2 separate regions of the Mus musculus genome follow, and region 1 is linked to region 2. The links are chromatin contacts, called in public Hi-C maps. All regions are on one chromosome and are shown on one strand. The core of a region is the stretch at or near the end of the contact, and the rest is flanking DNA. Distances in the headings are between cores, read along the strand shown. Region 1 overlaps Cmah (cytidine monophospho-N-acetylneuraminic acid hydroxylase). Region 2 holds the start of Cmah (cytidine monophospho-N-acetylneuraminic acid hydroxylase).

Region 1 (6,230 bases), core at 1,689-4,188, 38 kb before region 2:
AGAAGTGGTGGTCTCACCTGTCCTCTTAGGAGCTGTGCACTCCTTGGAGACCAGCTCTCTACCAGTGGGATTTAGTTACTAAATGCTGTGGCACAGGGTCAGCTCCAGGTACAGATCAGAACCTCTCCTCTTTAAGCCCCAGTCTCCATATCTGTAACAGGAAAATAGTGCCACCTACGTAGGTTGTTGAGGTTGAAGTTATGACATGGAGCATCCACTACCATATTTATCTGGCACTCAGTATGGATAATCAGCAGCAGACTCACAATTCTTAGATACTTGCTTTGGATTTCTTCAAAGTCTTTCCTGCTATTTTTTATTTTTGATTAAAATACTACATCATCTCTCCACCCCTCTCTTTCTCCCAACTGACCCCTTTCATACCCTCTCTCTTCTACTCCTTCTCAGATTCATGGTCTCTTTTTCTTTACTTATTATTGCTACATACATATAAGTGTACAAATATATAAACACAACTTGCTGGGTCTATTTAGCGTTGCTTGTGTGAACATGATTTCAGGGCTAACCACTTGTTATTGTATAGTTAGTTAGGTGGTTCATCTCTGGAGGAGATTAATTCTTCCTCTCTCGGTAGTTTTTAAATTGTTTGTAGTTGTATAGGGCAGAGACCCTGTGAGGTTTCTACCTTCATATTAGTATATATATTAGTGTTGTCATTGTTTGGCAGCCATTTTGTTGAGGTGTCAAAGCTGTAGCATCTAAGTGACAGAAGCTCGCAGCATACATTTCTAGCTTTTAAAATCTTTCCACCCTCTCTTGTAAGATGTTCCCTAAGCCTTGAATGGAGGAGTTCTGTTATCCATATTCATACTTCTGTCTCTCCATATGATAATAGCTCAAGCACAGTATTGCTGGGCTCCTAGTTGACATATAATCAATACGTAGAAAGAACAATTGTTGTGGCCACAATCACCCTTCTATCACTAGGCTGGTTACATATTAGTTGCATCCTAAATGCTTCCTATGTTATAAAAAGGAGCCTATACCATTGCATGGCCTCTCACATTGGCTAAATTGAGGGAGGAATGACTTTCTGGCCAGAACAACCTATATTAAGCCATGGATTGAAAAAAGCAATGAGGGTTCTGTGATGGTGAGTCTTCACTGTCTACTCGAATGGGTCTAGAATCATCTAGGAGACGGAGGCATAATTCTGTTTGTCTGTGAAAGAGTTTGAGACAGGATTTACTGAAGAGGAAAGAGTCACCCTGAACAAGGGTGGCACCATCTGCACAAGCTTTGGACTTGTGTGGTATATTAGTTAGCGTTCGCTATGGGAGCAGGATTTATAGAATGAAAATATGTATTATGGAAATATAAAAATATAAATTGTGATGGTTTGTATATGCTTGGCCCGGGAAGTGTCAGTATTAAGAGATCTGGCCTTGTTGGAGTAGGTGTGTCATATGTTACTGTGGGTATGGGCTTAAAACCCTCACTTTAGCTGTTTGGAAGTCTGTATTCTGCTAGCAGCCTTCAGATGAAGACATAGAACTCTCAGCTCTTCCTGCACCATGCCTGCCTAGATGCTGCCATGCTCCTACCTTGATGATAATGGAGTGAACCTCTGAACCTGTAAGCCAGCTCCAATTAAATGTTGTCCTTTATAAGATTTGCCTTGGTCACAGTGTCTGTCCACAGCAGTAAAGCCCTAACTAAGACATAAATATATATGTATTTACATATAGGGGGTATGATACATATTATATAGAGAGTTTATTAGAATGATTTACAGGCTGTAATCCAGCTGGTTCAATGATGGCTGACTACCTATAAAAGGTCCAAGAATCTAGTAGTTGTTCACTCCACAGGCTGGATGTCTCACTTGTCTTCATTATATGCTAGAGTCCTGAAGAAGTAGTCTCTAATACCAGTAAGGAATGGACTTGCTAGGGAGATCAAGAACAAACATGTAAGAAGAGTAAACTTCCTTCTTCCATGTTCTTTATATAGGCTGCCAACAGAAGTCATGGCCCTGATTAGAGGTGGGTGCGCCCCCCCCCCCATCTTAAAAGATCTGGATAAAGGACATGTCTTCCCAGTGGTATGTAATAGTGCACTCCTGTAATCCCAGCACTCAGAAGGCAGATGGATCTCTGAGTTCAAGGCTGGCCTAGTCTACAAAGCAAGTTCTAGTACCTACATAGTGAAACCCTATCTCAAAAACAAACAAAAAGAAGTGGATCTTCCCACTTCAAAAGCAAAACATTCCTCACAAGTATGCCTATGCGTTTTGGGGGGTTAGTTAATTCCAGGTGTAATCAAGTTAACAACCAAGAATAGCCATCCCAGGTGGAAAAGGAGAAGAAAAGGAAACGTGAGCAATGAATGAATGAATAAAAAAGGAAAGGACATATCTGCTCCTAGGTATAGTGGAGGAGAAGGTTTATTGTAGGTAAAAGGGAGCGCATAGGCAGAGGGAGAGTCCAGAGTGAACATGGCCCTACAGAGCGGGGCCATGTAAGGAGAGACAGGGAGGGAGAACAAGAGAGGAGCTGCCGACCAAGAGCATGGCCTGGGCCAAGACACCGGCCAAGAGATGAGGAGGGTAAAGGGTAGATAGAAAGTGCCAGGAAACAAAAATAGTTGGATTATATAGAAAAGTTCATCTGGGGACAGGGCAGCCCTGCCCCTGGGCTGAAGAAGTTTAGAGCAGAGTGCAGGGTATGCCAGGCAGAAGGATCCCGTAGCATGTAGGGACTGAGGAAGGCTGGGAGAACCTGGTGCCAGGTCTACTTTGATAAGTTAAATAGGCAGCTCAGCCACTTATTAGGTTAGAGACCTAATGAGCACAAGCATTCATCTTGTTGTAGGGATGACACCTCCACAAGGTGAATAAGCACCTCGATAGCACTGAGAATGGAAGTGAGACGTCACCAGTGAACAAAAGCAAGGACAGTTAGCAGGTTGTTAAATAACATTTTGTTATTTCTTCCAGGGCATTCTGTTCCAGGTAGCAAGTGGAGTTGTGCTTGGCGAATAGGCAGTACAGGTGATGTAATAAGTCCATCAATAAATCAGTATCTAATAATCAGGGTTTGTGTATTTCAGTCTACTTCGATCTGTTTTTTTTGTTTCCTCGCCCAGCCCCAGCTTTGATCTGCATCTACCTTCATGACAATACATTATTTCTTCAAGTTGTGAGCGCCAATAAGCCCTTCTTTCCTTGGCCAGCTTCTTGTCAGGTATTTGGACATAACAGAAGAAAAGTAGCAAAGACCAGGCCTTTATAGTAAAGACTGACTATAAACTGGGTCGCCTGTTCTCTACTCTAGCTTCCAGGAAGAAAACTGAGTGAAAGTTCTGTCTTCTAAAACCAGGGGGTTTTTTTGTTTGTTTTTTGTTTAATTTTCCTATAATTTTGTAAATTGTCTTCCTTTTTTTTTTTAAATCTTTTTGTTATCTTTTGCTTTTTCTTGGGGCCCAGAGTGTGAAAGCTTAAATGTGAGGGTCTAAGAAGGTATTTTAAGGTGTATAGATATAAAAAAAAATTAGAACTTGTTCAAATTTCTTCCCTTTCTATGCTACTGGTATTCTAAGACTTCAAAAGTTCATAGTTTTAACATTAATCAGTGGAGTTCTGATAAGCTATTAATCTAGTCCTGGGAAAATACTACTAATATTATCACAGTCACAAGCTCGAGATTTTAAATATACTTTGGTTGTCTCCTAAATATAGACTTTTAAAAAATTCTCATTGTGCAAAAAATAAAATAAAAAATCTCTCTATATCCAATCTATATGCCAGGCCTTTAAAAAGAGTGTTAATGCTTTTAATCTAAAATCATGTTTGCATCCCTAAGCTTTTACTTGGACTCAAAGACATGAGTCTACTGCTTTTTATACAGTGCAGATTTCAGTACAGATTGTAAACAGTAGTAATGCTAATATATCTTAAACTTTTGTCTCTTTTCATAAATTTGAAAAATTATTGTATGCTTCAGGGAGTGAGCAGGTCCTCTGACAGGTCAAAGGGGCTCCAGAGAAGTACCCCTGTCAACCAATAGCCTATTTCCCCACCTCCCTATTCCTGAATGTAGGATCTTTCCCCTGGTCTTGGGACTACCCTCCCCCAACTATCGGCTTTCAAGTGTACACCCAAGATAAAATTTTCCCCTACACGGCTTCACTTTACCTTCTGTCTCTGGTCTATCTGTCCCAGCAGATGTCAAATCAACTGCAGACTGCTCCAGCAAGTTTCCAGCTCCCAGTGTCCCCTCAAAATCTGCATCCCAGACACCTTCAAAGTGACTAGTCTCACCCATCCCACCTCACACACTACTCCAACCTGACAACATCTTTCTAGCCCCAGTTGGTCCTCCACAGCCTGGACTGTGGGTGAAACAACCTGCTCTTCCCAGAATGGGCCAGCATTCCAGCTTCCTTGGAGCCCAAAAAATGATTCCCAGTGTCAGCAGGAAGTAGTCCTAGAAGATTATATGTTGCCCCTTATCATTTATTTATTATCAACAAAAAGGCTGGGATGTTAGGTTTCAAACCTGGGACAAATAGTGGTGTGCCTATTTAACACATCAAAGTGGACCTGGCAGCCAGGTTCTCCCAGGATCCTCAATTTTTACCCTACAGGGTCCTCCTGGTTTGCCTACCCTGAACTCTGCAGCCTAGGAAGCTGCATGTATATAATAAGAGCTACCCTTCCCTATTATAATCCAGCCACTTTTGTTACCCCTCTTCTTTTGGGCCTCTCTGGCTGCTTCACCTGCCCCCCCACCCATGACTCAGGGTCACATTCACTCTGGACTCTCTCAGATATGTCTGCCTCCGACTATGTCTTCTTTTTTATCTATAGCAAACTTTCTTTTCCATCATCCCTAAAGGCAATCATGTCCTTTCCTCCTTTTCTTTTTTTTCATTTTTCATTAACTATCCAACATTGATTACTATTTCACTGTGACCCATTTGACTGAGCAGTGACGTAGAACTTCAGGGTGAACTGTTTGATTGCACAGATGACTTAGAGGCTGTGAGAATTGTTAACCATTGCTGTATTACATGTCAGATGTGACACTCTTTTGTTTCAGTGACTCTCGGTTCAAGGCTGCTTTATTTTCACGTTTTTCAATATGTTTATTTGCTTTAAGGGATTGAGTTTTTGTGATCTTCATAGCTTTTTGAACACATAAGTAAAAAATACTCCCCTAAAGTTTCATATACTATAAAAGATAACATAAATACTATTACATAACAAACTAACATAAACATAGATAACTATAAAAATAAATAAAAAATAACAAATACATACAGTTGCACACACACATACTAATAAATATAAAATAAATCTTTTCTTAAAAGATCAGGATCCACTGCAGTGACTTGAGGTACCAGGGAGGATTGGTACCCAGGGGGAACCTCTCCCTTCTCAGAGGAGAAGGGGAGGGAGGGATGGAGGAAGAGCCAAGTGATAGGGACTGGTAGGGGATGCTGCAATTGGGATGTGCAGTGAATAAATAAGCAAATTAATGGGAAAAAAGATCAGGATCCAAATGGGCTCATCACACTGCATTTGGTTGACAGATCTCACAATTGTTTTTACTAACAGCCTCCCTTCTTTTTCCCATTTAACTTATTTGTAGATAAAAGCAAATTGTTTGGACATTGGCATTTTCTGCCGCCTGGATTCTGTGGATTTCAGCTGTGTGGTAGGACAAGTCCCTCTTCCTTCTTAGGCCCAATTAAGTTGAAGCTCAATTTTCACATGGTGCACTTTGCTTTTACTTCAAGGATGCCTTGATTTGTAGTCCCTCTTTTCCTGTTCACCACTGTAATTCATTATGTCACCGAGGACTTGCAAAATGGTAAAATTCTAACTTTTAAAATATATTGACTTGTACCCTCTTGTAGAGAACTGGTGGATACTACTGGGAAAGGCAGTTATACAGTTTATGACTTGAGGCTAGCTACATGATTTTTGTTTTATTGCCTTTTTCAAAACAATGATTTGATTTTCTAGAATTCTCTAATTTCATTTAGTTTCATTATGGTTGAGTCAAACATGTCTACTGCCCTTGAAGGCCCTTCATGTTTTTCTTGGGTTAATTCTCAAGCTATCCCATCTTGCCATCTTGAACCCGTGGGAAACTTTCTGTACTGGCTAGTTTTGTGCCAACTTGACACAGCTGGAGTTATCACAGAAAAGGGAGCTTCAGTTGAGGAAATGCCTCCATGAGCTACAACTGTAAGGCATTTTC
Region 2 (6,078 bases), core at 2,223-4,722:
CCTGGTGGATACTGGAGCCCAACATTCGGTGCTCATAAAGGCTGAAGGGCCTTTGTCTAGTAAAAAATCCTGGGCCCAGGGAGCCACAGGCGCCAAGCAAATTCATGGACTACTCAAAGGACTTGGGAACTGGACAAGTGTCCCACTCCTTTTAGTGATCCCTGAATGCCCATAACCCTTGTTGAGGAGAAATTTACTAACAAAAATGAGAGCTCAGATTCATTTTGACCCTGGGAAAGTCTGGCTAACAGACTGGAAAGGAAATCCAATACAGGTGCTGACACTTAACCTGGTCTCTGAGGCTGAATATAGACTGTATGAATCACCAGCCAGCCCCAAACAAGACCTAGATGTCTGGCTGGAAACATTTCCCCGGGCATGGGCAGAGACCAGAGGAATGGGACTTGCAAAACATCGACCTCCTGTATTTGTAGAGCTCAATCCAGGAGCAGATCCAGAGAGAGTCTGCCAATATTCCATGTCCCAAGAGGCACTGAAGGGGATCAATCCCCATATCTGGAAACTGCTGGCTGTGAGAGTCCTGAGGCCATGAGAGTTGACCGGGAACACTCCATTATTGCCTGTGAAAAAGGCAAAGTCCAATGACTACTGCCCTGTCCAAGATCTGTGAAAAGTTAACTGCAGAGTAATGGACATACATCCCACAGTGCCTTACCCCTTATACCCTGTTGAGCTCTCTACCTCCAGATCAGAAATGGCATTCTGTCCTGAACTTAAAGGACGTTTTCTTCAGCATACCCTTGGCCCCCAAGAGCCAGGAGTATTTTGCCTTTGAGTGGCATGATCCTGAGAAGAGCATTAATGGACAACTTACCTGGACTCGCCTGCCTCAAGGTTATGAGAACTCCCCCACTATGTTTGATGAAGCTCTGCATGAGGACCTGAGTGAGCACAGAGTTAATAGCCCAGATATAACTCTTGTTCAGTATGCAGATGACCTTGTTGCAGCAGAAACTGGAGAAAGATGCAAGAAAGGGACCCCAAATCACGTACATACAGGCTCTGGGGGACGTGGGATATCTGGTGTTGGCCAAAAGGCACAGCTCTGTAAAATCGAGGTTACTTAGCTCGGCTACATTCTGAAGGAGAGCCAACAGTGGCTTTCTTCAACAAGAAAAGCGACTGTTCTCAGCATACCCACCCTCCAGAGTCCAAGACAGGTCAGAGAGTTCTTGGGTTCCGCAGGCTTTTTCAGACTATGGATTCCAGGTTTCACTGAAATAGCCAAACCTTTATATGAGGCCACCAGAGAGACCAAAGACTTTGTTTGGACTCAAGATCATCAAAAGACCTTTGATAAAATAAAGCAGAACCTACTGTTAGCTCCTGCTTTGGGGCTTCCAGATGGTTCCAGACATAACAAAACCATTTCATCTGTACATCAACGAGCAGAAGTAAATAGCCAAAGGGGTCCCGACTCAAACTCTGGGACCATGGAAACAGTCTATGGCCTATCTATCAAAGAAATTAGACCCAGTGGCAGCAGGATGGCCACCCTGACTGTGCAACGTTGTGGCTGCGGCATTACTGGTTAAAGATGCAGATATAGGAAAGAATATAACTGTGGCTACCCCCCCCCATGCAATCGAAGGGGTGCTCAAACAGCCACCAGACAGGTGGCTCAGTAATGCCTGCATGACTCACTATCAGACCCTACTAATCAATCCTGGCCAAGTTACTTTCCACTCGCCTGCTTCCTTAAATCCCACAGCTCTCCTTCCTTACCCGGACTTGGATCAGCTGCTCCACCAATACAGTGAAACCTTGGCACAAGCATACAGTACTCGACCGGACCTAAAAGGCTCGCATTTGACAGGGGCAGAGCAGACTTGATTCATGAACAGAAGCAGTTTCATTCGAGAGGGACAGAGGAAGGCAGGAGCTGCAGTGACCACAGAAACAGAGGTAATTTGGGCCCAGTCTCTCCCCGCAGATGCCTTAGCTCCTAGGGCTGAACTGATGCTATCCCAGGCCCTCATCATGGGAAAAAGGCTAGCCATCAACATCTACACCGATAGCCGGTATGCGTTGGCCCATATACATGAAGCCATATACCAGGAGAGAGGGATCCTAACTGCAGAAGGAAAAACTATCAAAAACAAAGATGGGATCCTACAGTTCCTTGAAGCCCTCTGGCTGCCAATGAGAATGGCAATCATACATTGTCCAGGCCATCAAAAAGGAACCACGGCAGTCACCAGAGGTAAGAACTTGGCTCACAGAGCTGCCAAAGAGGCAGCCTTAGAGGAAACAGCTGCCTCCGTGTTAGCTGCAACTTTACCAGAACCACCCGACCCCAACCTACAGGAATGCCCAGCCTACACGGAGGAGGAGGTCAAATGAGCCAAGAGTCAGCCCATGAACCAGTGTTCAGAGGGCTGGTGGCAGATGGCTGAAGGTAAGCTAATATTACCTGCCCCCCTAGCAAGGTCTATCCTCAAAAAAATCCACAGAATCACTCACATGGGAGTGAAACGGATGGCAGATACAGTGAGACAATCTAAAGTGATTTTCAGAAAAATGCAGCGTACTGTCGAAGATGTAATATCAAGCTGCAGAGCTTGCCAATTGACCAACACCCACAGCACTGCCAAACATTCTGGCTTATGTCTGTGAGGATAGAGACCAGGGGACCTACTGGGAAGTTGATTTTACAGAAATCAAACCAGGAAAGTACAGCTACAGGGACTTACTAGTGTTCGTGGATAGCTTCTCTGGGTGGACAGAAGCCTTTCCAACAAAGACTGAGACTGCAAAGGCAGTGGCTAAGAAGTTGCTGGAAGATATCCTACCGAGGTATGGATTCCCTCATATGACAGGGTCAGACAATGGGACAGCATTTGTGTCCAAAGTAAGCCAGGATGTAGCGAGATATATTGGGACAGATAGGAAGTTACATTGTGCACAGGCCCCAAAGTTCAGGACACGTAGAAAGAATGAATCAGACACTTCAGGAGACCTTGACTAAATTAGCCCTAGAGTCTGCCATAGACTAGGTGACACTCCTTCCCTTTGTGCTTACCAGTTAGGACTAACTCCTTTTGAAATCATGTATGGTGTCCCTGCCCCTATTGTCCCTAACCTTCAGTCAGTAGCCATTGCAGAATTAGAAGGTTATGAAATTCATAACGAAGGTCAGAGCAACTCAATGGGTTCACGAGCAGGGTTGGTCTAAACTGTGTGCCCTCTATGAAGCAGGCCCCAGTTCCAGAGCCCCATAAGTTTCAACCTGGAGACTAGGTCTACGTGAGGCAGTTTTGCCAGAAAGCGCTGGAGCCTTGTTAGAAGAGACCCTACATTATCCTGCTAACAATTTTAACAGCTGTAAAGGTGGACTGTATCACTACTTGGATACACTGCACTCACCTGCTGATCTGTTCTCTCCAGAAGAAGATCGCTAGACTTCACAGCTGCCACTGCCAGAATGGAGGGTCCAAAAGGGCACTCATCCCTTCAAGTTAAAATTAACTCTGTCCTAAGCTTGCTGTTTTTACTGGCTTCATGCACTGCTGTTCCTAGCCCATGTCTCCATTCAGAGATCAAAAACTCACACCAGCCTTATGACTTGACTTGGACAGTTGAGAATCCTGAAACGGGTTACCGGGCCCAACCTCCTAATACAAAAAAGTCACTTGGGACCCGGTGGTTTCCAGATTTAACCTTTGATCTGTGCCAGCTGGCTGATAACTCATGGCCTGACACCTAACAGACTTTATGGCATTCATATCCACCATGTCGGTGAAGAACTTTATATATGTCCAGGACAGAAAAGGACTATTACATGTGGGGGTCCAGAACAATTTTACTGTACTTCCTGGGGGGTGTGAGACATCAGTTAGAGGGCTAAAAAACCTGGGGAGTGTCGAAGGAAGACCTTATCACAGTTGGCAGGAAGGGGAGCAGGTCTGAAGTTTTACTGAGGTTTACAGACAAAGGGAAACAGGGAAGGGTTGGGAAGCTGAGAGGTCCTGGGGCCTCTGACTCCATGTCAATGACTCCATGTCATTGGAGGGATTAGTCCAGGCCTCCTCTTCACCATCAAACTTGTGGTAAAACCAATTGTGAACCCCCTGCGGGTGGCTGTAGGACCAAATCGGATTTTGGCAAACCCTAAACCAAGAGGTCTTGCCCCGAAAAAACCTGCGCCAAAGCCCGTCCTTGGACTGCTGCCCCCTCCCCAAGTCCTCCCCCAGCAGGGGTCCCCAGCCCCAGGATCTTTTTTGAATCGCACAGAGCTGGTAGATCTGCTCTGGTCAATGATGCTAAAAACCTTTCAGATTTTGAACGGCTCCCGGCCAGAGCTAACCACCTCCTGCTGGCTGTGCTCTAATGCCAGACCCCCTTTTTATGAAGGTGTTGGATTTATATCTAGATATAATAAGTCTGAGAGAGACACTGCATGCAGATGGTCCCAAGAGGTCCAGCCTTAATCCTGCAGACCACCATATCAAGACAGGGGACCTGCCTGGGGAACATTCCCTTGTCACATCAGCACCTTTGTAACCAAAAAACCCCCATGGTTCATTCAAACTGGGTTATTCCTACCCACCCACCCACCCCTGAACAGGCTTGGTGGGACTGTTCAACAGGGTTGACTCCATGTGTGCACGGAGAGGTCCTTAATTCCCCTACTGCAAAAGAGTTCTGTATTGTAGTTCAGTTGGTGCCACGCATAACCTATTATTCAGAAAAAATAGTGCCAAAGAACCTAATAGGGCATGTTGGGGGAGACCTCATGAGACAGAAGAGAGAACCTATTTCCCTAACTTTGGCTGTAATTCTGGGAGCAGGGCTAGCTCCGGGATAGCAGCCCTAACGTTGCAAGAGAAGAACTACAACAGCCTTAAATTAGATATAGATCAAGACATCCAATACTTAGAAAAATCCATCGCATACCTAGAGCGAAATGTAGATTCTCTGGCTGAGGCAGTTCTTCAGAACAGACGAGGGTTAGACTTTGCTCCTGCAGCAGGGAGGCTTGTGTGCGGCTCTATGAGAAGAATGTTGCTTTTAGGTAAATCACTCTGGAATAATCAGAGAATTACTAGCTAAGGTTAGAGAAAGCATAGAGAGGCGCCAAAAAAGAACGAGAAAACTCCAAAAGCTGGTATCATTCACTATTTAATACTTCCCCATGGTTAACTACCCTCATTTCTACAATTACAGGGCCCCTGATAAGTCTTCTGTTACTGCTCACATTCGGGCCATGCATAATCAATAAGCTTTTGCTGTATATAAAGCAGAGATTAGGGAGTATTCAATTGATGGTGATGAGATCCCAGTACCAACCAGCTAGCACAGATGATTTAAGCCTATAAAGAGTCCAAGATTGGCCTCTGGAGTCACCAAAAAAAGGGGGGAATAGTTGTAACCCCCAAATTACTGATAACATGAACACAAGATAGCTGCTTCTTCTCCCAACAATAGTATCCTTACTGAGAACAAACAGAAGCTCTACTGGGGACATCTACTACCAAACTCATGCTAAGTAAGGTTCCCTTCTAGGTTCTGTGATGCAGCCATGAATCTAGCTACTTCTACCCTGTTGCAGATACTGCACTCACTAAAAGAAGCATGACATTGAGACTCAAGAAGGCAGTAAGAAGCAAGACCATCTTGCCAGATGGGCAGTGACCGTTTTCTGATGCATGGGTCCCCCATCTGACTCAAGAAATTAGCCTGATATTTTCTGCAGGGTGAAGTTCTTTCCATGTAACAGTCACAACTTTGTTAGGCACAACCCAGGCCTCTAATCCTAACACTTGGGAGGTTCCCACAAGAAGATGGCTGTGATCTAGGCCAGCCTGGCTACACAGGGAGACCCTGTCTCTAAAGAGTAGTCATAGAAATGATAGTAATGAGACTGGAGTGGAGGCAAAGCTCTGGCAAAGCTCTGGTTTGGAAGATAGGAAATACATGCAGCAATGGGAAGTCCTTTCCAGAACATATTTTATCTATTAGCATAATGGGTGAAATTCACACTGAGCCCAGTCCTCTTGTCTTGTTACCTTCCTTTGCTTGTGTGTCCAGGTTTCCAGCAGCAGCAATCTCAGCCCC

The links. A called contact is a pair of places that touch in the nucleus more often than the background predicts.
Region 1: a Hi-C map of liver shows a contact between it and region 2, with 2.4 times the contacts expected there. The contact joins the enhancer-like site here to the promoter of Cmah in region 2. A contact is called at or near these places in 2 of 39 promoter capture datasets (both in liver), 9 of 484 Hi-C or Micro-C datasets (CD4 T cells, liver and myocytes), 8 of 115 datasets of contacts at active chromatin or transcription factors (CD8 T cells, the HPC-7 cell line, effector CD8 T cells and 5 more) and 3 of 9 other capture datasets (adipose tissue, liver and pancreatic islet).

The regions. Positions count from the first base shown.
Region 1 is chr13:24,362,164-24,368,393 of GRCm38.p6, reverse strand. The region is part of intron 1 of Cmah (cytidine monophospho-N-acetylneuraminic acid hydroxylase); the gene reads right to left. All of the region lies in intron 2 of Gm11342 (predicted gene 11342), which reads left to right. Among named protein-coding and RNA genes, the nearest start is that of Gm11342, 11 kb to the left of the region's middle. Within about 2 kb of position 2,938, at least 3 of the 459 cell types and tissues checked have an H3K27ac peak or open chromatin away from gene starts, as enhancers often do. A contact at or near this core is called in hepatocytes and liver, where this site is marked.
Region 2 is chr13:24,324,798-24,330,875 of GRCm38.p6, reverse strand. Cmah (cytidine monophospho-N-acetylneuraminic acid hydroxylase) reads right to left here and starts at 3,472. Exons shown (of 17, transcript NM_001111110.2): 1 at 3,388-3,472.